Linked DNA regions of Mus musculus: all the other regions are linked to region 2. Evidence: chromatin contacts called from public HiChIP or PLAC-seq data. All regions are on one chromosome and are shown on one strand. The core of a region is the stretch at or near the end of the contact, and the rest is flanking DNA. Distances in the headings are between cores, read along the strand shown.

The links. HiChIP or PLAC-seq counts read pairs in DNA pulled down with a chosen protein or histone mark.
Region 1: an H3K4me3 HiChIP or PLAC-seq map of craniofacial prominence shows a contact between it and region 2, with 5 times the contacts expected there. The contact joins the enhancer-like site here to the promoter of Meis2 in region 2. A contact is called at or near these places in 1 of 39 promoter capture datasets (embryonic stem cells), 2 of 484 Hi-C or Micro-C datasets (both in uterus), 13 of 115 datasets of contacts at active chromatin or transcription factors (the NIH/3T3 cell line, bone marrow-derived macrophages, craniofacial prominence and 8 more) and 2 of 9 other capture datasets (adipose tissue and macrophages).
Region 3: a contact with region 2 is called in an H3K4me3 HiChIP or PLAC-seq map of neural tube, with 5 times the contacts expected there. The contact joins the enhancer-like site here to the promoter of Meis2 in region 2. A contact is called at or near these places in 3 of 39 promoter capture datasets (embryonic stem cells and second pharyngeal arch cranial neural crest), 12 of 484 Hi-C or Micro-C datasets (the AML12 cell line, the C2C12 cell line, cranial neural crest and 6 more), 19 of 115 datasets of contacts at active chromatin or transcription factors (SST interneurons, craniofacial prominence, embryonic basal ganglia and 13 more) and 4 of 9 other capture datasets (embryonic stem cells, embryonic tail, liver and 1 more).

Annotation. Positions count from the first base shown.
Region 1 is chr2:115,481,939-115,486,236 of GRCm38.p6, forward strand. No RefSeq gene overlaps it. Among named protein-coding and RNA genes, the nearest start is that of 3110099E03Rik, 28 kb to the right of the region's middle. Within about 2 kb of position 1,758, at least 30 of the 459 cell types and tissues checked have an H3K27ac peak or open chromatin away from gene starts, as enhancers often do. A contact at or near this core is called in craniofacial prominence, neural tube and uterus, where this site is marked.
Region 2 is chr2:116,063,275-116,067,293 of GRCm38.p6, forward strand. It overlaps Meis2 (Meis homeobox 2), which reads right to left and starts at 1,784. Exons shown (of 12, transcript NM_001159568.1): 1 at 1,528-1,784; 2 at 1-146. The coding sequence starts at 1,539. G630016G05Rik (RIKEN cDNA G630016G05 gene) reads left to right here and starts at 3,951. Exons shown (of 5, transcript NR_153841.1): 1 at 3,951-4,019.
Region 3 is chr2:115,536,376-115,540,391 of GRCm38.p6, forward strand. No RefSeq gene overlaps it. Among named protein-coding and RNA genes, the nearest start is that of Gm39911, 12 kb to the right of the region's middle. Within about 2 kb of position 2,131, at least 21 of the 459 cell types and tissues checked have an H3K27ac peak or open chromatin away from gene starts, as enhancers often do. A contact at or near this core is called in embryonic basal ganglia, neural progenitor cells, neural tube and 1 more, where this site is marked.

The DNA of each region.
Region 1 (4,298 bases), core at 508-3,007, 580 kb before region 2:
CTGAGAGCACAGTCCATCGTGAGGTTCAGAATGACAGGACAGGGCGGCTCTGAATGCAGCCATGGAAGCATGTCCTGGATGCTGTTTACACCATAGCTAACCTGGAAGAAGAAAGCAAGGTACTAAAGTGGAAAGGACAACATACGCGAATTCAAATCACCAGCCTGGGGCAGGGCCCATTTCAGATTCAACCCTAAGCAGAGCTACCTGACACCATTAAAGATGGAATGACTGAGAGTGTATGGGGAAATAATCAGAATAAACATTCAACAGCTCTGACAACGGTTTCAACGTTAGAGAAACCCCTGTCCTTTAAGTCCTGCCTTTTAAAAGCTGTGGCTTCAGGGCTTCCCTTAACCGTTCCAAGTTTCAATTTCATCACATACAAAAGGGACCCAGCAGTCCTACATGCCCTTCAGTGACTACAGTGAGTAAAGTGTGTGGCATTTGGCTCCGTTTTCATGGGCTGGGGCTTAGGAAACAGTCAGTACCAGCCTTTTTTTTTTTTTCTTTCCATCCCAGAATGCATTCGGAATGTTGGGGAGAGGTTTGCTGGGTTTACAGAGATGGGGTGGATCTCCATCTTACTATTTCAGATGAGGATGCTGTGTCAGGAGAGCTAGATAGCAGCTCTTTGGTCACACAACTGGATCTCTGACTCTGTTCAGTTATGTCTTTATAATAGTTCTCTGCTGTTCCTCAGTAATAGCAAGTAACATTTGTAATTAATGCAAGTCACTAAGAAAACCATTCTTACTCCTCCTAGCCAGAGAAGAGATCTTTACTGTTGATTAAAATGAAAGCAAATAGATCTCTTGTTCATTATAAAATACTGTCAAAAATCTACCATCCATAGAAGGAAAGAAACTACAACCACAAGTTGTCCTCTGACCTCCACCTTGTGCATGAGTGCACACACTCACAATAAATAATTAAAATATAATAAAAAGCTTTAAAATCTGCCATCCAAATTCTGAATCTCCATTGTAGAATAAAAGACAATGTTAATCAGTTAGTCTTTTTTAAGTTTCTATTCTTCTACAGAAGACTAAATGTGATTAATAATAATAATAATAATAATTCCTTCTACAGCCAAATATTGCGTGCATACATCAATTCTGTAGACCTTCCAGCTCACTGGGTTGCGGGAGATGTTGGCTTTATCTATCAGAGGATGAATGCACCTTGCCTATCAAAAACTAGCAAAAGGATCTCCAAAGCATACAGCAAGCCCTTTCCAGGTGACCAATGACAGATGTACAGTTGAAACTTGCTTTCTGTGCTCTGAGCTGGAGAAAAGACCACAGAGATACAAGCCAAAACCAACCACAGAGATACAAAACAAAACAAAAGGTAAAACTTAAAAAGAATACAAAGTCTTGAGTCCCTTTGGACATTTTCTTTCACCAACAGAAGATGGCAATGTGAGAGGATTCTGGCCACAGAAGAGAGCAACAAAAGCTGCATGGCTGATTTTTTTTTTTCCTACATGAAAAAAAGGAGAGTTTGTGCTGTGTAAACTGCACAGTCCAGATGGTGTTTTCCACCCTGCATGCTCTTCTGGTTGTGGCCACATCTTGCCTACGGCTTTTGTGGCAGGACACACTCTCCAGTCAGCAATTTCACCACTGCTTGGGTCCAAATGAGCTATGGAGAAAGAAATTAGGATGAATGGAGAGGCCACAGCTGGGAGAGATCAGCCACACTCAACAGGCCTTCTCCCACATGCATAAACACAGGAGAAGGGAGGAGGGTGGAGAAACCAAATCCTGAGGTTTCCAGGCCAGTGCTCCAGGCTGGCAAAGCCCGCCTAACCACATGACATGCGCCTGTAGGTCCTAACCCAATTGCAGAAAATTCCCCAAGTGTCTTTAAAAAGGCGGCTATTAAATTTCTCACCTAAAACACTCCAATGCTTTCTGATACCACAAAATATTTTTTTTCGAGCACTTAAACCGTTCCCTTAAATACCTAACTGAAAGGAGGGGACCATTTAGTGAGTTTATTCTTGTGTGGGAAAATATCTCCTTTAATAATGGACTGTGCTCGCTGGGTTTTAAGTTCCCGCTGTGGTTTTAAATCTCTATCTTCGCTCCAGTTTCTAGATGAAATTTTCTAGAAGTCAACAGTCACGTGGTCCATGACTCTACCCTGTTTATTAGAAGAAACATTAAAGCGTGTAACGTGTCTTTCAGAGCACACTTGCATTTGCACCTGAGCTGTAAAAGGAAACGAATGCCTGTAGCAATAGATTATGGCTTTTTAAGTACCACTTTCCTTGCATAATATAGCCATAAAAAAAGAAAACATGAGATACCAGTATTTTTTTTTAGAAGAGTAAGGAAATTTTTTTTAACTCTATAGTTGTTTACGTTCAACCAGCTGCTATTCAAACACCAAAATCTTTTATTCTTCTAGCTTTTTCTCCAAAAGAAAAGCATCTTACTTCCTGTCTTCTTTCTCATTCCTCTGTGTGACAAATCATGTGTGTCAAGTCAGCCCTTGCCAAGAGTGAAATAATTAACATGAATCAAAAATCTTCCCCGCCATTCGTTCAGTTCAAGATGCCTTTAATCCAACTGGGTCTTTTCCAGAAAGATGACACTAAATCTAAACATCAGATGCAAAGGCAAAGGCAGGTAAGCCTTCAGCATGTTCACCAGCGTATTTTATTTTAGAATGCATACTATGTGACAATATTGGGTCTACCTTCTAAAACTGAGTTGACAAAACCAGTAATGCACTCTCCAGTCCTTCTCATCAATTCTATTAAAATAATAGCAAAGGTGACAAACCAAAAGAGGAAATGCCAGCAAGGCAGAGATGGCAAGGAGGAAACCAAGAACCGCTCTCATGTGCTTCTCCTTGCATGTGCTGACTGGGTAGGAGAAAATGTACTGAGACTTGAAGTTGTTCCCTCCCTAGGAACCAGCAATTCTGTGTCCAAAATTTTATTCTAAATCTAAGGGTCAAATAAACATTTCTGGAATTTGTTTTGTCTATAGTGTTAAAAAAAAAAAAAAGAAACTGTGTCAGTGTCCGTAAGAAAAAGACCTAGCGAGAGTACCGCACGGGAGGCTCTAATGGATTGACTAGCGACACTAGGAACACGGAGAGAGCCAGGAATTGGGAGGGCAGAAGCAGACAGAGCTTTGAGTTTAAGCCCAACCTGGTCTACGTAGATAGTCCTGGGTCACAAAGTCATAGGGCTACATAGTGAGAAACGACCTTACACCCTACATCTCCCCCCAAAAAATGATCAAAGCTGATGATCTGAGTTTGAGTTCTGGAACCCAAACTGTGGAAAGAGTAGATGCTTACGAGTCATCCTCTGACTTCCACACATGTGCCATATCCAGTCACAAATAAGTAGACAGACAGACAGACAGACAGACAAATTTGCGATAAAACAATGTTTTCCAAATATAAAAACTTTTGCCAGCCAGGTGGTGGTGGTACGCATCTAATTCCAGTACTTGGGAGGCAAAGGCAGGCTTATCTTTGTGAGTTTAAGGCCAACAAGGTCTATATAGTGAGTTCCAGAACAGTCACAAAACCAAAATTAATGTGATCTTAATATTATAAACATACATTTACATGTATACTTGTGTACTGAATTTATTTAATAAATATATGTGTGTGTGTATGTGTGTATATATATGTGTGTGTGTGTATGTGTGTGTGTATATATATATGTGTGTGTGTGTGTGTGTGTGTGTATGTAGAATTTGTAAAAGAAAAAGAAATGTGATTTTTGTTACATTTTAAAATTAATTTATTTTTTACACTCCATATTTTATCACCCACATCGACCCTCTGACTGTTCCACATCCCATACCTCCTCCCCACCCCCTGTCTCCACGTGGATGTCCCAACCCCATCCCACCCCACCTCACCTTAGAGTTGTGACTGTGGGTTGGCAACCCTAGCCCTCACTTGATGTGCTGTCTTGCTGCTGGAGGTGGGCTCTATAATTTCCCTCTCCCTACTGCTGGGCATTTCATCTAAGGTCCCTCCCTGTGAGTCCTGAGAGTCTCTGACTTCCCAGGTCTCTGGGGCTTTCTGGAGGGTCCCCCAACCTCCTATTTCCTAAAGTTGCCTATTTCCATTCTTTCTACTGGCCTTCAGTCCTTTTCCCTCACCCAATACCAGATCAGGTTCCCCTCTCCCCCCACTCACCCTCCCATCCACTTTCCCTCCCAGGGCCCTCCCTCCCTCCCCATTTGTGATTGTGATTGTGATCTTAATGTTATAAACATACATTTACATGTGTACTTGTACATTGAATTTATATATAT
Region 2 (4,019 bases), core at 534-3,033:
GCGCCGTAGTGCTGCGTGGCGTGGAGCGGCGGCCCGTGGTTTAGGTGGTGAACCGGGGGGATCGGCCGCGGCGCGTGAGGGTCTCCGTACATGGAAGCGGGAACCCCTACTCCGTCCATCCCGCCGTAATGGGGCAGCTCATCGTACTGTCAGAGCCCGGGCAAGAGGAGGGGGCGGTGGCACAGAGTAAGAGAGAACCCAGGGGGGCAGAGGCAGGAAAGCAAAGGAACCCGGAGCAAAGAAAAGAGGGTACAGAGGAGTGGGGATGGAATAGAGATAGGGGGTGTAAAGACGGATGAGAGAGAGAGAGAGAGAGAGAGAGAGAGAGAGAGAGAGAGAGAGAATAAAAACAAAGTCAGAAAAAAAGAAAAGTACCGGACACAAGTTAAACACACTACAAACCAAACCAGGAGAAAAAACAGATTTGAAAGTTGGGAGAGGATGTCGTAAATTTTAAAATTAAAGTCTGAGCCGAGAGCAGCATTCAGGGAAGGCAGATCAGGCGGAGAGGCCGGGGACGCCGGGTGGGGGGTGGGGGGGCACAGGGAGGCCCCGCTCCCGCTGGAGGCTGCAGAACCCCAGCGAGCCAACCCAGGGAGAAGTGGAGTTAGCAAGAGAAGGAAGCCCCGGATCCCACCCCTTACCCCCCTTCGCCTCCTCCAGGAGATCCAATAAATCAAAGGGCGAAATGAAACAAAATAAAGAGAAGAAAAACGCTAATAATCAGGCCGAGAACGGCAAGGACAAGGGAAGACTAGGGTCGGTGCCTCCCCGGGGGCTAGGAGCTGAGGGTGGGGAGGAATAACGTGAAAGTTACCAGAAACATTATTTAGCAGCGGATTCCCTGCGTCCTTGTCAATTTCAGAGACAAAACAAGCAGCCGGGGCTAGTCTAGGCAGCGCGGCCCCACGCCGGCGGCTCCTACGCAGCCCGCGCCCGCCCGGAGCCGCGCGAGTAGCGGCGAAAGAGGCGCAGCGGCGGCGGCAGGAGAACCCGGGGAATCACGCTGCCGGGGTAAAAGCTGGAGCGAGGCGAAAGCGTGTAACAATTGCACACAAGTACACACACACACACACACACACACACACACACACACACACACCACTCACACGCTCTCGCCGCCCGCAGAGAACCCGGGGAATCACGCTGCCGGGGTAAAAGCTGGAGCGAGGCGAAAGCGTGTAACAATTGCACACAAGTACACACACACACACACACACACACACACACACACACACACACACACACACACACACACCACTCACACGCTCTCGCCGCCCGCCCGCTCGCTCAGCGCTGGGACACGCGCGGCCAGACACGCACACACGCACGCACACACACTCTCACACACGCAGAGGCACAGGGGGGAAAGAAGCCGGTGAATAATTTTGTTACTATTTTTTAAAATACTGGCCGCCATCATCATCAAGCAACCAGCAGCAGCCAGCTCAAAGGGAGAGAAGGCATGGGGCAGGGCCCTGTAGGAGAGGATTTATATCTAGGTAAGTGTTGGAGATTTAAACCTACCCTTTGCGCCATCAGTCTGCGCTCCAATAAACTCCTGGATGTGTCGTATATTTAATATCCCAGTCCGGATAAGAAAGTGAGCTAGGTTGAAGAGTCCTTTTTTTCCAAACCAAGGAGACTTCTCCCAATTTTCCAATGTTATTTTTTGGGGGGTGGGGAAAGCCCAGTCAAGAAAACGAAGAATTTTTTTCAGTGATATTTCTTCTTTTTCTCTTTTTTCCTCTTCTTCCTCCTCCTCCTGATCTTCCTCCTCCTCCCCCTCCTCCCCCTCCCCTCCTCCTCCTCTTCGGTCCTCCTTTACTCCTCTTTCTCTTCTTTTCCTCTTAGTTGAAAAAAAAAAAGAAAAGAAAGAAAAGAAAAAGAAAAAAAATTGTCAAGCCCCCGAACTGAAGGTTACGAGCGGCCAGTCAGCAGCCCACATGTAACCGAACTGTCGAGTTTCATGGCTTTTTGCCACTCCAGCTGTCAATCAAAGCCCGGAATGTCAAGGTAGTGAATGAATGATGGTTGATGATGATGAAGAGGAGCAATCTTTCAGACCCGTTTTTTTTTTCTTCCAGTAAAACTCCGCGAGGGGTTTCTGCTTCTTGAATTCTTCCTCCCCCCTCCCCCCTCTTTTAGCTTTGCCCCCAAAATAGCTCTAATATGATCCTCTCTTTTTAAAGTATTGTTCAAAGAAAGCAAGGAGAAAACCAAGAAAAAAATGAATAGTTTGCAAAAATTGGACTTCCTCCCCCCCTCTCTGGTAGGTATTTTGTCTTTCCCTCTCTCTCTTTCTCGCTCGCTCTCACTCGCGCTCGCTCTCTCGCGCTCTCTTTCTCTCTCTGGGAGATGAGTGAGTGTCAGTAGGTGTTGGCAGGTTGGCTGCAGCCGGGCTTATAGTAGAGCCTCAGTTTGGCGGCGCGGGTCGGCGGCGGGAGAACGAAATGACGGAACCCGGAAGTCGTGGTGGCCATAGCCCGTCCTACGGCGGAGACACATCCCGAGAGTGGGGAGCTGGAGCGAGGAGGAGCGCGCAGCGCGGAGCCTCTGATATGCAGCGAGTGCGGTCGGACGGCCCCGGGGGGGGGGGGGGGGGCTGGGGAAGGGGAGGCTGGAGCGGAGAGGACCGGAGCAAATCAGCAAGCCTGCTTCTCCAGGGGGACGACGCGGGAGGGAGAGGAAGAGGGGAGGGAGGGGGGATGAGGGAGGGGGAAAGGGGGAAGGGAGGGAAGGAGGGAGAGCGACAGGAGAGGGAGAGAGAGGGAGAGAGAGAGAGAGAGAGAGAGAGAGAGAGAGAGAGAGAGAGAGAGAGAGAGAGAGAGAACACGCGTGATTGGAGGGGGAAGGAAGAGAGGTGGAAGAGGACAGGGAGAGCGCAGACAGGAAAACTGCAGAAAGCCACAGGGAAAGTACGGTACAGACTCAGATCTTTTTATTTTCAACTTACTTCTCGTTTATTTCCCCACCACTCCTCTTGGCTCCTGCCTAACTGGGTCGCGTTGGGGATGTTTGGCATGGCGCTCTAGCTTTTGTTCGTTTTAATTCCGCGGCCCCCTTCCTCTGCCGGCGGATTACTAGGTCCCGAACTCTGCCACTACAACCTAGAGCAGCAAGCTCCGCCAACTGCACCACCGCCAGGCTAGGATTTTTGTTGTTGTTGTTGTTGTTGTTGTTGTTAAGTGGTACTTTCTTTCTCGTGCAGATGCAGAGCCCTTTTTGTCAATATTCATTTTTGTCTAGTACAAGATATGAGCAGCTGAACTCGGAGCATAGTCCCTCGGTGCGCTGCAGACAGTGTAGACCACCATTGAGAGTCTAGGGGTCCTGGGCTCAATCTGGAGGGAGAAAGCAGGATGAGAGTTAGTAGGGCGGGAGTTAGTGGGGTAGGAGTTAGAGGAGAGGGAGTTGTTTGGTGTTTGTTGTTTACCGATGTAGACAAGTGTGTGTGTGTGTGTGTGTGTGTGTGTGTGTACGCGCGCGTGCGTGCGTGCGCGTGACCGCTGTGCGCCTCTAAAGTGAATCTTGGATCTAGGAAGCACCGGAGGAGAAAGATTAAAAAGCATGTGAGACAGAAGATGCTTGCGAGGAGTGGCTGGCTCTGGCTGCCCAGCTTTGTTGTGGTTGCCCTGGGCGCAGCGGTTGTAAAGAGGGCTAAAGGCTGAGTTAATTACACCGGGAGGATTTCGCTGGATGGGGACCATGGGACTGGCTCCTAAAGTTTTCCCAAAAGGAAAAGGAAGCGAGTAGGGTTAAAAAGGTAAATACCCGACTAGGTTTTGGTAGAAACTAGTTCTGGCCGGGGTCCCGCCCAATCCCTGGCCGGAGTTCCAGCTGGCTTTACCTCTGCTCTGCTGTTTCCCCGCGGCTGCGCGTCAATCACCGAGAGACGAGAGCTGGGGGCGGAGCTTTGGTCACCCGGCGCGCGTAGCCGGGTTCACCCTGCCGCCACCAGGCAGCTGGCAGCGCGACCCAGCCACGCACTGGGAGCGCGCCCTCTCCCCAACTTCTCA
Region 3 (4,016 bases), core at 881-3,380, 530 kb before region 2:
AAAGTATCCAAGGAGCTAAAGGGGTCTGCAACCCTATAGGTGGAACAACAATATGAAATAACCAGTACCCCCCCCCCCCCAGAGCTCGTGTCTCTAGCTGTATATGTATCAGAAGATGGCCTAGTCGGCCATAATTGGAAAGAGAGGCCCATCAGTCTTGCAAACTTTATATGCCTCAGTACAGGGGAACGTCAGGGCCAAGAAGTAGGAGTGTGTGTGTGTGTGGGGGGGGGTAGGGTAGTGGGGGCGAGCGTATGGGGGACTTTTGGGGTAGCATTGGAAATGTAAATGAAAAAAATACCTAATTAAAATAATAAAAAAAAAGAAATTCTTCCTTCTGACTCCTGTGGATAAATTTGTCTGTCAAACGTGTCTTTTTGATTTAGACAAGAGATCACATAGGAATGTTAGTGATCCTTCAGGAAATGAGCCAATTAAATCATGGGATCATTTCCAACACCCAACACCCACTCTACCTGTTTATATCCTTTAAAAGTCATACTTCAGCTAGAAGTGGAAAGTCTGTCTTTTGATCTCTTATGTTCAACAACACTACAATAAAGTGACCATAATACTGATAGAAGCAAAGATTTAACTGATAGGAAAATGTCTCCTCATCCTGTTGTTTATCCAGCCTGGAATCAGAAGTATGTCTTCAGTGTTAGGCTGTTCTCATTTCAAGGTAGGCCTGAATGTTTAAACTTCACAGAGTATCATTTTAACTTAAGCTGCACTGCCACAATAATTTTTACATTAACACAATCATTTCTGAGCACCATGTTAAGGGTGACTCATTGCCACACTATGTTAACACAGCTGACCTCATAATATGTACTTTTGTCCTAGATCTCTGCATGATGGACACAAGTGAGAAGGTCAATGGCATGTTAATAAGGCCCAGTTACGCTCGTGAATTGTTAATTATTTTGGTGTGTTAAATGTTCTTGAAATAACACACAATGAGATGTCTTTCTGCATACATATACATATCATGATGCTCATATGCTCTGAAAGAAAGGGAGGGGAGAGAGAAATTATGTTTGTAGGACAACAAATTTTATTCACAAATAAATCATCAGCAAGGTGAGTCCATCTTTCACTGTAAGTAAAACTCACCAAAATATATGCATTTGATTGAATTTTGAATGGCTAAGCTGTATGTATTTTTTAAAGAAAATTTAAAAAAATGAATGTCAAAAATACAGGCCAATGTAGAAGAAAAGATTGTTATCTACAAATGTGCTATGAAACAGTTCTTTGATACGTGAATATTCTCTTCCTACCTCATAGCCGATGCACCTCTTTGTACACAGATATTTAAACATGGCTTAATGTTTAACCACTACATTTGCAAAGATAAAATAGCTTTATTTGCTGTCCTCAAAAATGATTTAGCTGCTTCCTAGGCGATTCTAAAACAATGCCAATTCATTCGGAGAAGAAAGAACAGGATGGCTTAGGCCAACTGCCCATAAATGTCAGCTGCACTTGCACAGGCTGAGATTAGCATGTCTGTCAGGTCAGGAGGGCATGGTCATTCCAGCTCAAAACTCCCAAATTCACTTACCTTTTGTTTGTCATCTCTTATGACATTTGAAGCTCAATTTGTGTGCCTGTCTTAGAATGTCTTATGTCATTGTTCGGTAACTTGGAGGAAGAAGGAAAGCACGGTGTTCTCCATGCTCCCAAAGGCTTTCTTACAAATGATATTTTCATAAGTGGAGTTTGAAGGGCTTCTCCAACGCGACCCAAAGTGCCTCTTGCAAACGGGATAGGAGTATGAGATATGAAAGGGTGGGGGAAGTCAGCCACACTTCTTCCACTAGTATCCTACTACCAGTCATTATAAATTTGTTTCCCCCCCACACACACACACACGTCTTGATAAGAACTCATAGATGCCTTTTGACATACATAAAACAGAAATACCCAATGTGAAAACAAAGGAACGTGTCCATGGCTAGTAATAACTCAGTAATCAGCAACTGCTCCCAGGGACACTGTTGTTTCGATCTGTTTCCACATGCAAACTTCTTTCTGCTTATAAATCAGGAGACTAAAGGGGAATAAATACATACACATCCCAGTGCTCCAACACCCATCCCAAGCAAGCCTCATCCTGTGTCACTACCTCAGTCATGCAAATTACACCAGAGCTGTCAGTTGACTAAGATTAATGACACTGCGCCAGCTTCTTTGTTTCTCTCTGCGGCCGTTTAGTGTGAAATACTATCCAAAAACATTATCTATCCTCGATTAATCCCACAAATTTGTTCACACGATGCACATTGTTTAGGGCAATTTACAACAGGAACATACTGAGCACAATTGCATTTAATTACTTGGGTTCTAATTACATTCATTAAAGGCTAATAAAATAAATGAAACAGCTTTAAAAGCTTCTGCAAAACACATGGGTCTTGTCTCCCTAGTGAAACATACAGTAGATGTTTGATGGGAAACACGGTTTGGGCTCTATATGTGTATTTATAGATCTACATACATACATACTCCGTGCAGTATAGAAAGAAGATTTTAAATCCTAAGCAATAAAGCTTCGACTGCTCTATGAATGCAATTATTTAATGAGTGGCTGACAGGTTTTAGGAGCCTAGCACTACTCCTTTTATTTTATGTGCAGAATAGAGAAAAACAAATCCATTTCAAAATCGCCTTTGAATCTTAATTGTTCCCACCTGCAGGGCCTGGATACCCAACTCTGGCTTTTCCCATGGCCACACTCAACAGGCCACTGACCAGCAAGACAGAAGTGTGCTTTACTCAAGCTGGCTCCTAGAGAACACTTCTATCACATTCAACCCCAAAACTCAGTTGGGACCGTTGGCTAATTCTCCTCTAACACTGTGGGAAAAGTGTGTAATCTAGTGTATGAAAGTCACAATTTAAGTCACACTAAATTGTTTTTCCTATAAGGGTTTTTGAAATGACCTCTGTGCGTATGTGTGTACATTATATGTATGTGTGCATGTTTTGCCCACATGTGTGTGGGTTCCATGTAAACAAAAGTGTGCATGTATGTGAAGGTTAGAGGGTGAGGTCATGGGTCTTCTAGCTCTCCACCTTTTATTTATTTTTTATTGTTGTTGCTTTGTTTCGTTTGAGGCCAAGTCTCTTGCTGACCATCAGTTGGTTAGACTAGCTGGCCAGCAGCTCTGGGGACCTGCCTGTCGCAGAGTTATAAGCATATGCTACCACATCTCTTTGTGTTTGTTTTGTTTAATTTTTCCATGGGTAGGCTCTGATAGCCTCATGCTTACAGGGTGAGGCCTTTGCCAGCTGAACCGGCTTTCTAGCACTCACACTTCCTTTTCAATGCATGATTGGACTAACCATTTTCATGTATATTTATTGTATGATGCGTTTGGGAAATAATTGAGGGAGAAAAATACATAAGATATCATTGTCGGTAGCTATGACAGAAACAAAAACAGAAACATAGGATTATAAATTCAGCAAAGCTGTCCAGTTTCAAATGGAGCTCTGAGTAGCCATCCAAGGACACGATCCAAGGACAAATGTCAGCTTAACTAGTCATGCTGTGTATCTTTACCTCCATGCTCTTGGCACGGAGCACGTGGACAACTTGTACCCAGTAAGGCTGGGCTGGGCCTGAAAACCTACTGTTAACATTTGGTGTGGAAAATCAGGTGGATGCATCCACATCTAACTCATGTGGCAGACATTTCTCATCAAAAAACCATTTGAGTCTGCTCTAGATATCAAATTCCATCTAAACAATATTAGTCCTCTAGAGGATGACTGTGAGAAGGAACTGGACTAGGATATCACCTGAAGTCATTGTGTCAAAAAAAAAAGATATTTTTAAACAAAAATTGAAATCCTCTTGAAATAACCTGTTGATATCTTTTCAATACTTGTGCTCTTTGACACAGCAGATCTTTTCCTAGGTATCTGCCTAAAGAAACTATTCTCATGTGCATACAAAGAAAGATGGGAAGATCCTTATTAGACTGGTTTTTATAAAGGAAGACGAG